2 separate regions of the Columba livia genome follow, and region 1 is linked to region 2. The links are chromatin contacts, called in public Hi-C maps. All regions are on one chromosome and are shown on one strand. The core of a region is the stretch at or near the end of the contact, and the rest is flanking DNA. Distances in the headings are between cores, read along the strand shown. Region 1 overlaps LTBP2 (latent transforming growth factor beta binding protein 2). Region 2 has its middle 18 kb from the start of LTBP2.

Region 1 (6,014 bases), core at 1,589-4,088, 75 kb after region 2:
GGCACGGTGCTACCTGTCTGCTCAGCCCTTTCTGAGAGGCAATTAACTCACATGAGAAGGAGTTGGGAGCTCTGCTGCACTGGTTCGTGGTCAGTGTTGGCTCCAGCAGATGTTCACTGGGGCTGGGTAGGAACTCAGGCTGCTGTCAGCCCAGCCTGGCTGTGGGGCTGGGCTGACATCAGGGGAAGGGGAACCATTGCAGACAGCTCGAGAAGTGCTCTTCTTGGAGTGCTCAGCCCTCAGAACACAATCAAAGCCCCTCTGAGAGGGGACACAACACTGCTTCATAGACATGAGGTGACTTGCCCAAGGGCAAATGAGAAATCTCAAGACAGGGCAGAAATTTGAACCAAAGCTTCCAAATTTGAAGCAGATCTAGGCTGGGACTTGTGTTGTTCAGCTGCCTGTTTTCTTCATCCCTTGCACAAAGCTCCTTGGAGTGGAGACCCAGATTGTGCTCCCATGTCTCCTTTGTCAGGCATAGGTTTGCCAAGAGGCGATGCTGAGGAAGAGCGTTGAGCACCAAGTACTCGTCTTGTAGGTAGCACTCTGAGGCAGGCTGAAGTAGTGGCTGTCCTCAGCCCTCCAGAGCTGCTGGTGACAGTGGCAGTGTTTATCATGCCCAGCTGCTCTTCCTGGCTGCATCATGGAGATGCCTGCCCCATGGCAGTGCCCTAGGTCTCACCTGCATGGCATGCTGCAGGGTCCTTCTGCAGGTAGTCCCCTGGGCATGGCCAGGAGCTATGTTTTGCTCAGGACAGAGTGGCCCTGCCAGCTGCACCTGGATATGGCAGCTTCTCCTGCCAGCACAGTGTCTCAGGGAGCAAGAGGATCCGGGAGGTGGGTGGGAAAGTGTCTCAGAGATGCTGCATCCCAGCTACATGCACGTGGATAGAGGCAGTCCTGTGTTTCTGTCCCTCAGGGTGCTGCTGATGCCACCGCAGAGCCTGCCACACGCAGAGGTGGGTGCCTGGCTGGCGGGAGGTCAGGGCAGCCAGGGGGAAGAGGATGGGGCAGTGAGGAGGAAGGAGAGTGGCTCCTCTGCACGGAAGCCCCTAGCAATGGGCAGGATGGGCCTCCGGCTGGGCGGGCTGTGGGGTGGCATGGAGGAGCCCCGCCACACTGTGGTGGCTGGTGTGGGACTGTAGAGATGCGGGGAGGTGGTGGCTCTCCAGTGAGGTGGAGGAGGCTATGTTAAATAACAAGATGATGAGGCTGCTGCAGCCACGCTGTGGCTCCTTCCCATGTGCTGTCTCAGGTCTGTGAGTGCAGGGACACCCAGCATTGGTAAACCTTGTGTCTGCACCTCTGCCTGTGATGGGGAGCTGGATGTCACCTCTATTCTTCTTCCTCGGCAGAAGAAGAGGAGTCCTGGCGTGGCCCACCCCAGCATGGCCCCACCACCACCTGGGATGCTGCTGCTCCAACACAGATGCCAGCGCAGGGCTCAGGTGTGTGTCCACGGCTCTTAGGCATTTCCCCCCTGTCTCTGACTGAGGCTATGGAGAAATTATGCCCTAAACTCTGCCCAGAGTCTCTGTCCCTTTCTCAGCCTGCTTGTCTTCCCACATGCCTCACTTGACTTCCCAAAGAAAAGTCCCTGCCCTGCTACCCTGAGGTGTTGTCCCAGCCTGGTCCCAGCTGTTGCCAGCCAGGGAAAGCCGGCTGGCCTGAGGAAACATGAGAGTGATCCCATATGGGGAGCGAAGTGTTTGACTCTCCGAATCCTTCCCTGCCTGCAGCTGGCCTGCACGGTGCAGCAGTGGCTGCCGGGTGCAGGGGATCATGCGCCTGCTCCGGTGGCTTTGGCCCCATTCCCTTGGCGGTGCAAGCTGACTCATCGGGAAGGGGGAGCACAAGGGGAGGCATGTGGCTCCTGGGGCGGCTTGTTTACTGTGCCGGAAACAAGGGCACTGTTGTTCCAGGGTTGCTCAAGTGTCTGGGAGTGCAGCCCCTGCCCTCCGCCGGGGGCTGGAGCACCTTGGGGAGCAGGCCTGGGGGAGGCACCTTGCTGAGGAATGTGTCTTCCTCAATAGCCTTTTGTTTGGGGTTGGGCCGGGCCTCCCCCTACCCTGGCCTGCTCAGTGCTGAGGGGTGTGCGATGGCCCACTGCCCCCCCCACCGCCGCCTGCGCCTCACTTAGCAGGGCAGTGGCAGGGGAGCCTTGCTCTCACCCCAAAAGGAGCCCCTTCACAGGCACCAGGCTCTGCTGACAGCACTCCTCTGCAGTGTGGGGCTGGCTGGTTGGCTTCTTCACCACCCTTTTGTGGGTCCAGGACACAGGTGAGCAGTGCAGGGGACTGAGGTGTCCCAGCTGGGCTCAGGCCGGAGGAGGTGGCAGGGTTTGCTATGTCACCCACACAGCCCTGGGGCATCAGCTACCTGAAGACATAGAAGAGCAAGCTGAGCCTGCTCCATCTCTCTCCAAGAAGGGAAAAAGCAGCCTCCCCAGCATGGTGCTGGGGACACAAGGCAGACCCTGTACTGTTGCCCCCAACCCCATGCTCTCTCCTCCCAGGCGTCAGTGGCTGTGCCTCTTCATCCCTCTCCTGTGGAGCCGGTGCTTGCGTGCCCAGCGCAGAGGGATACAGCTGCTTGTGCAACCCTGGCTACACACTGGACCCCAGCCGCCTTCACTGCATTGGTAGGTTGGCACCTCCTCTGCCTGCCAGACCTTGACGGACTGTTTGGTCCTTCAGGTTCCTGGGGGGAGGTTTTCTGGCAGCTCTGCTGAGCCCCTGCCCACCTGCTGCACCATGGGCTGGCAGGAAGCTGGCAGGCAGCTGCTGTGGTGACTGCCTGTCCCTGTCTTCTTTCCTTGCCTGGGCACAGATGAAGATGAATGCCTGAAAGATCCTTGTTCTGGAAAAGGTCGCTGCATCAACAGTGTGGGCTCCTATTTTTGTCTCTGCTACTCTGGGTACACCCTGGCTGTGTTGGAGGGCAAGCAGAGCTGTCAGGGTAAGTGTTGTCTGCCTGGCGTGGGGCTGCCATCTCCCCAGGGTGCCCCAGTCTCCCGCCCTGGCACTCTGTCATGCATATGTACACACACACGCACTCATGCACACCTGCACACACACCTGTACACCCATCCTCCACCCGGGCCTGCCCACAGACAGCCTGATCCATGGAGATCACCCTTTCCTGCTCCCGCAGGGACAGGACCTTGCCTGTGGAGATCTGGATATGGGCTGCTGATGCCAGCCCTGCTCACTGCTTCATGGCAAGGGGGTGCAAGGCAAAAGTCATCTGGGCAGAGCCTGCTGCAGGGGGAGCAGCTCCTCTCCTGCACCCAGCCTTCCCCACACGGGAGGGAGAAGACTTCAGTACTGTCTCTCTGTGTGTTGCCAGATCGAGATGAATGTGAGCAGCCCTCTACCTGCCGGGGACAGCAATGCATCAACACTCCTGGCTCCTACCGCTGCGAGTGCAAGGATGGCTTTGCCATGGGCTCCAGAGGACAGTGCGAAGGTGAAGCTTGCTGCTCACTGTTCCCCTGCCACTCCAAGCCACCCTGTGCGGGGCTGAACACTTCTTTTTCTCACCACTCCATGTGTCCTCCTAGAAGGGAGGAAGAACCCTCCCTTGTGTGTGTGCCCTGTGCCCCTCTGAAGGGCTGCCTGCCCTCTCCTCTGCCTGCAGGAGGGACAGGCTTTCCTGGGTTGCAAAAGGCGAGATCTCCCGAGATCCTCTCCCACCTCCCCAGAGTAATCCCCCAGAACCAGCCCATGCTAGTTTCCTATTCTGGGAGGAGATGCCCATGCATTTCATGCCAGCTTTACTCTGTCACCAGACCCTCGTGCTGGCAAGCAGTCTGCAAGGAGAGCAGACTGCAGAGACTCAGGCCACCTGTCCCCACAGCATCCTGTTCAAGTGGCACAACCTGGCTCCTTCATAGCATTCATGAACATATGATGTGCCTGATCAAAGATCCCCCTTTCTCAGTAGCTCATCTCCAGCAGAGAGAGGGAGACTATTTTAGGAGGCAGTATGGGAAACAGGACATGCAGAGAATGCTGCTCCCTCCACTCGGCCTCCAGAAAGCACTTGCTTTAAGGACTTCCTGCTGGAGGATGCGTCCTAATCATGGCTATGAAAGTCCCTGATGAAACAGCCCTGAACAGATGTTCTCTGATCCCTTTCTCTGCCCTTGCACATTCCTGTCCTTGGCAACATCCTGTGGCAGCGGGTTTCGCTGCTGGATTATGTCAGCCCTCAGGTGTGGGTGTAGGATACTGAGTGATAAGTGGGACTATAAGAAGTGTTGCCCAAGCCATGGCAAACTCATCTCACCTCCTCTTGGGTGTTGATGTCCCACAGAGGGAGACTGAGGATCCAGCTGGAGGGGATATCCTGGAGAAAGCTGCACAGTTTGCCTTTGGGAGCCTGAGATGAGTATGTTTCTTGGCAGATATCAACGAGTGCGTGGATCCCAGCCCTTGTCCCCACGGGAGGTGTGTCAATACGCTGGGCTCCTACAAGTGTGTCAGCTGTGGGGATGGCTACCGGCCCAGGAACGGGAGATGTGTTGGTGAGGATCGTGGGCAATCCCTGGGCAGCAGCCTTGCCCCCCATGGCAGCGCTCTCTGCAAGACTCAGAAGGAGCAGGGGCATGGGCAGCACGCTCCTCCCACAGGCAGCCAGCCTGCGTGGCCCGGGCACAGTGCCCTTGCAATTTGGGTGGCAGAGGTAGCCCTGAGCACCCTCTCATTCTTCCATATTGCTCTCTGCTGTGTCACGCAGATGTGGACGAGTGTCTTGCAGAGGGGACCTGTGCTCACGGGCAGTGTGTCAACCTGGATGGCTCCTTCCGCTGTTCCTGCTACCGGGGCTACAATGTGGCACCTGATAAGAAGAGCTGCCAAGGTACTGGGGAGCCATGAGACCCTCTGTAGTGTCACACACCTGGTCCAGAGGTTTCTCTGGGCTCTTCCTCACAGTACTTGGCCTTGCCTGAGTCCTGGCCACCATGTTGGCTGGTTCCCTCAACACAGCTGCCCATGGCCATGGTTCCTCCGCGTCCTTCACACTCATCCTGCTCTCCCTTGTATGCTTGCGCAGACATCGATGAGTGCGCTGCCCAGGATGCCTGTCCCTCTGGACTCTGCCTCAACACCGAGGGCTCCTACTCCTGCATGGCTTGTGATGCTGGCTACGCTGTCTCCAGAGATGGCAGCATGTGTGAAGGTATCCCTCTCCCAGGATCAGGGTGTGGAGGGAAGAGACATTGCCATAGCTTGGTTATTGGTGGTGCCCAGGGACTTTCCTAGCCTCAGGATCCTTCTCCAGTTCTTTAGCTCTCTGATTAGCAGATAGCAGCAGTGCTGCAAGCATAGAGCACCTAGAGCAGCATGAAGGTGATTTTCCTCATCCAGGGAAGGGATGAGGGGCAAGGACTCACTGATGAGACTCCTGGACTAATGGTGACTGTGAGGATGCCAGGCTAGAGGAATACAGGAGGCCTGGAAACACAGGCAGAGAGGAGCTGTGTTTGGTTCAGTTCAGAGCTGTGTGTCTGGAAGCATGCGGCCTGAATGTAGGTCCTCAGCAAAGGGAGGAACCTTGGGTCCACAGCCACTGGAGAGACTGTGGGCACTCAGGGTTCACCTTTTTTCCCCTGCCCTTAGTGCAACTTGGTCAAGTTTTAAAAGGAAAGAGTAGATCAAGGGTTTGCTGTGCCAGGTATGTGTGGCAGAGAATTAACAGCAGCACAGATCTGTGTTGGCTGCTTTGCTCAGACATGAGAGCACCTGGTCCCAGCCTTGCAACCTGACTGCCCCAGTGCAGGCACTAATACTCCCTCCTTGGTGGCTGTCCCTGGGGGATGTCCTGGGCTTGAGATATCTTGATGCAAATTCCCTGTTTGAGGCAAGGAAAGGGAGGGGGCACAGCTGGCAAAGGTATTTGTTTAAAGATTGGCTACGAATTTCTCTCTGAAGCACTTTCAGAACTCTGCAGCCTGCACATAGCTTGCAAACAGAAGGTCTTGCCTTTGATGTGACTCTCAGAAGACC
Region 2 (6,776 bases), core at 3,244-5,743:
AATATGCTCCCTCTATTATTCAGCTGCTTTGCACTTACATGCTATTTTGCCTTTGATCATGCGCATGACCTCTGAGATGATAGGCTCATGTGCTTTGTCCACGCGCCGTGCCCCATACCCTACACAAGCTTCCAACTGGGTTAACAAGCAAGGATATTAAGACTGCAGATGTGCCTGGCAAAATTTCATTGTGTCTTGGTTACATACTGTTTGTCTCCCGTCTAACAATGTACTTCCTTATTCTAAAATTATACACATCTTACTTCATCAAGACTTGTGTAAACATAGAACACCATGCATCCTATCTCCTGATCTGGCTCCCTGTTCTGTTCTTCTTATTTATACACGTTCATAAGCATTCCATGTGCTCAGGACCCCAACAGTTGGTGCCGTTACTTTTTCATCTCACTGTGTTATTCCTTGATGCTCTGAGCTGCAGGTATTTGCACTGCTTGTGCTTCACTGTACTGTCAAGAGGGTTAGATCAAACCAGGAGAGGAGGCAGCATTTCAGTCCTTTGCACCGTTTTAAGGTGTACAAAATACTTTCAGATTGCAGAGTGGAAACAGTCTACCTGCAAGTGTCTGCTAACAAACAACAGAGTGATTAGTTTGTTGACAGCTTGTTGCCTTCAGGGACAATATTCAATTTCTGTGATGCTCTGAGCTGTTCCCAGCTCTGACAAAAACCGTTACATTTATTACTAGTTTTCCTTGGATTTTTTTTTTTTTAGCTTAAGGATTAAAATAATAACTTTAAAACTTGAGAAGATTCTACAACATGATTCTGTGTCCATTAGCATTGCTGCCCATAAAACAATGAAAACACTGTTTCCTGGGCTGTACAAAGATTTAGTCCATCTTCAGGCAGCATAGCATGGGCTGTCTGTGTGTGTTCCACTGTATAACTAGACAGATGTTCTCCCGTATGAATCCACTGTTAAGCCTTGATTCTGGCTTTCAAGCCATGAGCACTAGCTAAATAAGAGTGAGCAGTGCATTGAGTCTTGGCGATTGTTCCATAGCATTGTGCTGGGTCATGGTATTATTTAGAAGCTCCTGGTGGGAACAAAGGTGTCTTACACTGGACTCAGGGAAAACAGAGGCTAGATAAAGCAGTGGTGAGTGTTATGAAGAATCCAAAAACTGAAATCACAGAAGCTGTGAGTCTAGAGCTGCTGGAGTCAGGGTCAAGGGCACTAAAAGGTGGTTGATTTTGTCTGCAAACCTGGCATGAGTGAAATGGTACACAACAAATCTCGTGGACATGTCTACGCGTCACAACCAGTATTAGTAATACGGCCTATTAGGAAGGGGGCCAAATTGAGGCTGAAGTTTTTAGAAACTCTGGGTGTGAAGGAGAGCTCTCACCATGCTGTGTTACTTTAGCATGAAGTAGGTTCTTAAGTTTCTGCCTCTCTTTGCAGGGTGCATGATGTCCTCTGGTTGCCTGTGTTGTCCATCCTGATCACCAGTTTTTTTGGATGTCTTGGAGAGGGAGTGGTGACAGTGACTTGTTGTGGACACCACAGCCTCCATTTATCCTGGCACCTGGCATGGACTTGGGGCTGGGAAAGAAATTGTGCCCATGCACATGGTGCTGGAATCCTACATGTCCCAGCTTGCGTCTCCAGCAGTACCAAGGAATTGCATGATTTCTTAGGATACTTGATTCTGTACAGGGCCACTTGACCTGGGATATGTCAAGTTGTGCTGCTTGGGAATTTGGAGTTTTGGTCAGTTGAACCAGGTTGTAACTCCTGGTTCCCACAGTGAATTACTGTGTTTTATATGGTTTTGACTATTCTGCTACCATCTTCTGTCCAACTGACCTGGCACATGACAGCAGAGGGAGTTTTAACATGCGATGATAGGAACTATAAAAGGAAAAAACTTACAGGAAACAGCAAAGTCCACCAGAACCTCAGCCTGCCTTGGCACCAGCTGTGCAGTGCAGGATTGGAGATTTTTAGTGTCTTCCTCTTAAACCTTTCCTTGATTTTGTTTGTTTGTTTTTCTGTGTGTGTTGTGTTTTGTTGGTTGGTTGGATTTTTCTTGTTGTTGTTTTTTTGTTTTTAATTGAATGCTTGAGAAACTCTAATCTCTGCTCTTCAGAGCATGAAACTTGATTGTAGGGCGGAGGTGTTACTGCATGAATGTGTTCATTTTTAGACCTAATTTGCTATAACTTTTTTTTTTTTTGTAGTGAAACAAAACAGCTGTAGCTGAAGTTCACCCAAAATTCCTGATCAGTCTTTTCCAGCTACCCTTCTGCAGGGATGGCATGCTGCAAAGTATGTTGAGGCATGGGCAATTGCACGTGGTGTTGGAAGCGGGGAGTGAGGCCAAGAGCCAAACCTCTCGGCCTTGGTATAAAGCTGCAATGAATACAAATGAAGGAAGCAGAGCTTTTGCACCATATGAGGGATGGAGAAACTGAAATTGGCCTAAGGCTGCTCCAGAGCTTTCTCTGAGGCATGTGAAGGCTAGAGTGATTTGGGGTGATTTTGCAGCTGAGTGACTTTGCAGTGGTCAAAAGCAAACTCTTCTCTCCCTCTCGAGGCAATTCTCTGGTAAGTTGCGAGAAGTATCTTGGCCTGTACCCACCCCTTAATTTGGGGATTTGTGCTAACATAATTCTGAAGGCCTGTAAACCCATGCAATTTCGTGCATAATCTTGGAGATCTCATCTCTTACAGAAGGAACAGCTGCTTGCAGCTCTCTTGTGCTTCGGTAACTGAAGTGTGAGGTTACCTTGAGATGAGATAGTGCTGCTTATTGCAGTGGGTGAAGAAACACAAGGAAATACAAACGAAACCAGCTCCAAGGGGTTCAGATTTGTCTGGGTAAGTGGTTTGCTGTGTAGAGGCTAGCTCAGATTTGCAGAGATCTTTATTGCTGGTGTGGGACAGACTCAGATTCCTACTTAAGGAAAACTGGCAGCCCCTTCTCCTGGTCTGTGCCCAGAGCAGTCGGCAGAAGTACACAGCCTTCCCTCTCCGGGGCTCCTTTATATTGGAAACAACAGGCAATACACTGGTAGCAATTGTAGTCATTGTTGAAACTAAAAATTATAGTATAAAAATGTCATGTTGCTATCTTCTGTAAGACACTGGACTGTTGTTTTTGTGCTGCGTGTCCTCACCCATTAAGAGCATCTCACTGACTGCTGTCACTTATGCTGACCAGTGTTGTCTTGTCTCCTTCTGCTTGTTCTCTTCCTGTTCATCTTCTGTCCTTTCTTACCATCTCATTCCCCATCCCACAGAGCATACAGTCTCTCTGTGTCTGGATGTTGTGTAGCTTCTTGGACAATGGGTCCCTGTTTCAAGATGGGGGCTCCTAGTGCCACACAGTATCGCTATTAAAAATCAAGGGCCTAGTTGTGGGTAGCCCGGAGGCTGTCACATTGGAGGGCTGAACAGATGCTGGCTGTTCTGGTAATGAATCTTCTCCCCTTTAGAAGACTTTCATGACATCTGCCCTGGTGCCTGGGGCTGCCATGCTCCCTGACTCGGCTCCATGCTCGCAAGCCGTGCTGCCCAGCCGCCTGCCGAGCAGAGCCATGCTGGCCGGGCTTGGGGTGCTCTGGGGGATGTGGGGCTCAGGGGTGCTCAAGGTGCCTCGGTGCAGGGACGGGTAGCGATGTGGCAGCCCTGTGCTGTCGACAGAAGGTGGCTGTGGCTGGTTGGCCACCAGAGGGGGACCGATAGTCAACTTGAGCTGGTCAGGTTTGAGAGTGGCCAGCTTCAGCTCTGTTGAAACCCTGCAGTTTGAGTTACTGTTGTCTGGGGGTTTTGTTGTTGTTGCTCAGTAGATCTCTTAATCTAGCAAATGAGTTGTCTGGCAGATTCTCTTGCTGTGCTTCTAATCACCAAACGGAAGCATATGAGAAGTGAATGAGCGTCCAGGGAGCATCCCCTGGTCCTGCACAAGTCCCTGCTACACCACTCCCCCTTGTCCTTTTGTTTTCCAACAGGCAATACATTTAAAATGCGTGAAAGGAAGCTGGATTTTCATATGTATTATTAACCTGAAGCACTGTCTCTCAGGAGACTAAGGACAAATCGCTTAGTTAGAATAATGTGCATAACATGAACAAACAACAGCAATAACACTAACCAGATTAGATGTGTTCCCTCAGGCTTTGAGACACAGACTAGTCATCAGTTTGCAAGGGGAGAAGGAGTTTTAATGCATGGACCAGAAAGCAGAATTGAGCTGTTGCACGGAGAGCTGATGTTCTCTTTTTAGGGCTCATTATAACTAAATGGATTTTTTTATTATTAACTGCAGGCACCACTAGACTTTCCAGGGAACCTGGGGCAATGGAAGTTGTCATGAGCTTGGATGAGCTGCAGTAGGTGACTGGAGCAGTGCAACAGCTCCAGGGGCAGGAGAGAAAAAAGGAGCCTGCTACCATCCTCAGGGGGCAACTGTCCTGCAGTGGCTCCTGCACAGGCGGTGCCTGCCTTGGACACTCTGCCTCAGGCTGGTTTTGAGTGGAGGTGGCTTGGCACAGCTGACCTCTCACTTTGCAGTTAGCAGTGTCAGCAGCCTGTGGGAAGTGGCTTTAGAAGGTGCTCTGGGAATATCTTTCCGAAAGATGGCTCTGCCGTGCCTCAGCCCCTCTGGTTCCTACTCCTGAGCAGGGCTGAGCTGCAATTTAAGTGGGAAGTGGCAGGGTTTCAGAGAAGCCACATACCAAACACATTAGTGAGGTGAAAGGCACTTGGTACTGCTGAGCCAGCTCAGGCCTGAGGCTCTGACCTTGAGGGATCTGCTCCCCAGCAGTGTAGGGAGCAGAGGGGAAGGCACCAGGTCCAACAGCAGGGGAGCAAGGTGGTAAAGACTCATGGGACTGGTGGTGTTGGACCCAAGAGGCATCTTTAGATTCTAGTGCAGACATGCTCATGGATCAGAAAGCATCCCTGGCTGCATTTCTCAGTAGGATCCCTGCTCCTCAAGCACTTGGTTCAGCACTGCAGGTTAAGGATTGTGTGAAGAAGTAGCCTGTGGAGACTGATAGAGGACCAGAGTCTGATATGAGGTTGTGGTGTTGAATTAGAAGTTTACAGAAGGCTGAAGGGTGCTGAGGAAACACAGATCCTCCTGATCCCTTGTCCTGTCAAGCAAGGTCAAAGCGACAGCCAGCAGGGATTGAAAGGCAACAAGCACGTGGCTAACCAAAGCTGTCTGCTCCACAGATGGACTGAGGAAAGCACCCTCCTAAGGGTGGATAAAAGTGTGACATGGATGTGGATAATGAAAACATCCATGGTTAAATAATATTTAAACCAAACAAAGCTTCCTGCTTTGGGGACAAAACCTGCCTGTGACAGACAGGAGTTAGAAAGGAGTTTTCTTTCTGCTTCTCTTGAAGCCACGCGCTGTCCTGTGGAGGATCCTGGCCTGGAGGAGTGTTTGGCAGCCAGTGGCCCTAGGCAGGAAAGCAGAATCTGCTTTAATCCTGTCATAGATGTCATGCTAATTAGGGTTGAGCCAATTTAATACTTGAAAAAGGAACAGGCAGATCCTTCACAGAACTGGGTGTTAACGGCTTTCCAGAAATCCTCTCCCACCTCGGGGAGGGCCACCTTCAGTGTCCTGCTGTGCCTGTCAAAGGGGCTGCACAGAGAAGGGCCTCTCCCTCATGCCCTGTGGTCCCAGGGCAGCACCTACCGTGTTCCCAGTAGGCCTATCAATGGAAAGACCTGCCAAATATGGTGAGAAGCCTTTGACATATTTCCAGAACATCTAGGTGTCTGCTGTTAGCCAAATTTCAGTAGTGGTGTTCTGTTCCCTGGATAGTTTATTTCCTTTATACTCCTTTCTGAGCTGTTGGGTGGATGTGAGGTGATGACAAAGCCTGAGCCTGGAAAGGAGCTGTGTTGGAGTGCTGGGTCAGGGAGCCCCACACTTGTGTTCTTACATGTCCCAGAGCTGGCAGAACTGACAGCAGGGAGAGTGTGCACTGCTCTGCGAGGCCAGCATCTGCCCCGTATGCTTCTCGAGCCTTTAAACCCCGGTTATAGACACAAGAGCACCTTTCTTCCTCCATGGCCCCAGCCTAGCACAAGTTTAATTTAGGAGGGTTGTCTCCTGAAGCCCATCCTTAGTGAGCACCGTGAAGAGGTGGATGCAGCTGTGGTTTCTTCTCTGCCTCCTTACCTTCAGCCCTTTCCCTGCATCTCTTCCCCTGCCTTGTTCTCTTCCACTATTGCTCATTCTTTGCTCTGTTTGCCAATGTGGCAGAGGAGAAGACAAAGTGCTCTTATGCATTCTGTCTTTGCCTTCTCCAGAAACCTGCACAGGGAGATCTCCCTCCCCAGTTTTCTCTGGCTGCCTTTTGCCTTTCTAATCAGTCATGGTAATTTACCCTGGCACTGTTTGGCAGGGGCTGTACCTTGGCATCATGAGCAGCCAGCGTCAGCTGTCAGCCTCTGAGCCATGAGCCTAATGCAACAGAACAGATGTAGGTATTTTTTCCAAGTTTTCCCTGGGCAGCAGGATTAAAGTCTCTGTTCTCAGCTGGGGTCCCCGGTGTAGTCACTTTCCTCTGTGTTACACAACACCCTATTAAGAAGAACAGCACAAACATGTTCATTGGGATCCCTTCCCCCAGCCCTAGAAGGTCAAGGAACAAAGGCAAGGAAGGTTTCCAAAGACTGAGGAGCTGCCTGTTTGGTCCAGGAACCCCAAGATAATCCTGCCCAGGCGTCCTCCTGTGAAAGGCCCTGCCGCCCTCCATCCTTGTGGTGCCAGGGAACATGGGTA

What was found. Hi-C and Micro-C count contacts between places; a contact is called where the count stands out from the background.
Region 1: a Hi-C map of crop shows a contact between it and region 2, with 2.5 times the contacts expected there. The contact joins two enhancer-like sites. A contact is called at or near these places in 2 of 2 Hi-C or Micro-C datasets (crop and liver).

What each region holds. Positions count from the first base shown.
Region 1 is chr5:25,691,488-25,697,501 of bColLiv1.pat.W.v2, forward strand. It overlaps LTBP2 (latent transforming growth factor beta binding protein 2), which reads left to right. Exons shown (of 35, transcript XM_065063941.1): 14 at 923-962; 15 at 1,359-1,451; 16 at 2,519-2,644; 17 at 2,833-2,961; 18 at 3,352-3,471; 19 at 4,412-4,531; 20 at 4,744-4,866; 21 at 5,062-5,187. Among named protein-coding and RNA genes, the nearest start is that of NPC2, 18 kb to the right of the region's middle. Within about 2 kb of position 2,839, at least 1 of the 3 cell types and tissues checked has an H3K27ac peak away from gene starts, as active enhancers do.
Region 2 is chr5:25,614,813-25,621,588 of bColLiv1.pat.W.v2, forward strand. No RefSeq gene overlaps it. Among named protein-coding and RNA genes, the nearest start is that of LTBP2, 18 kb to the right of the region's middle. Within about 2 kb of position 4,494, at least 1 of the 3 cell types and tissues checked has an H3K27ac peak away from gene starts, as active enhancers do.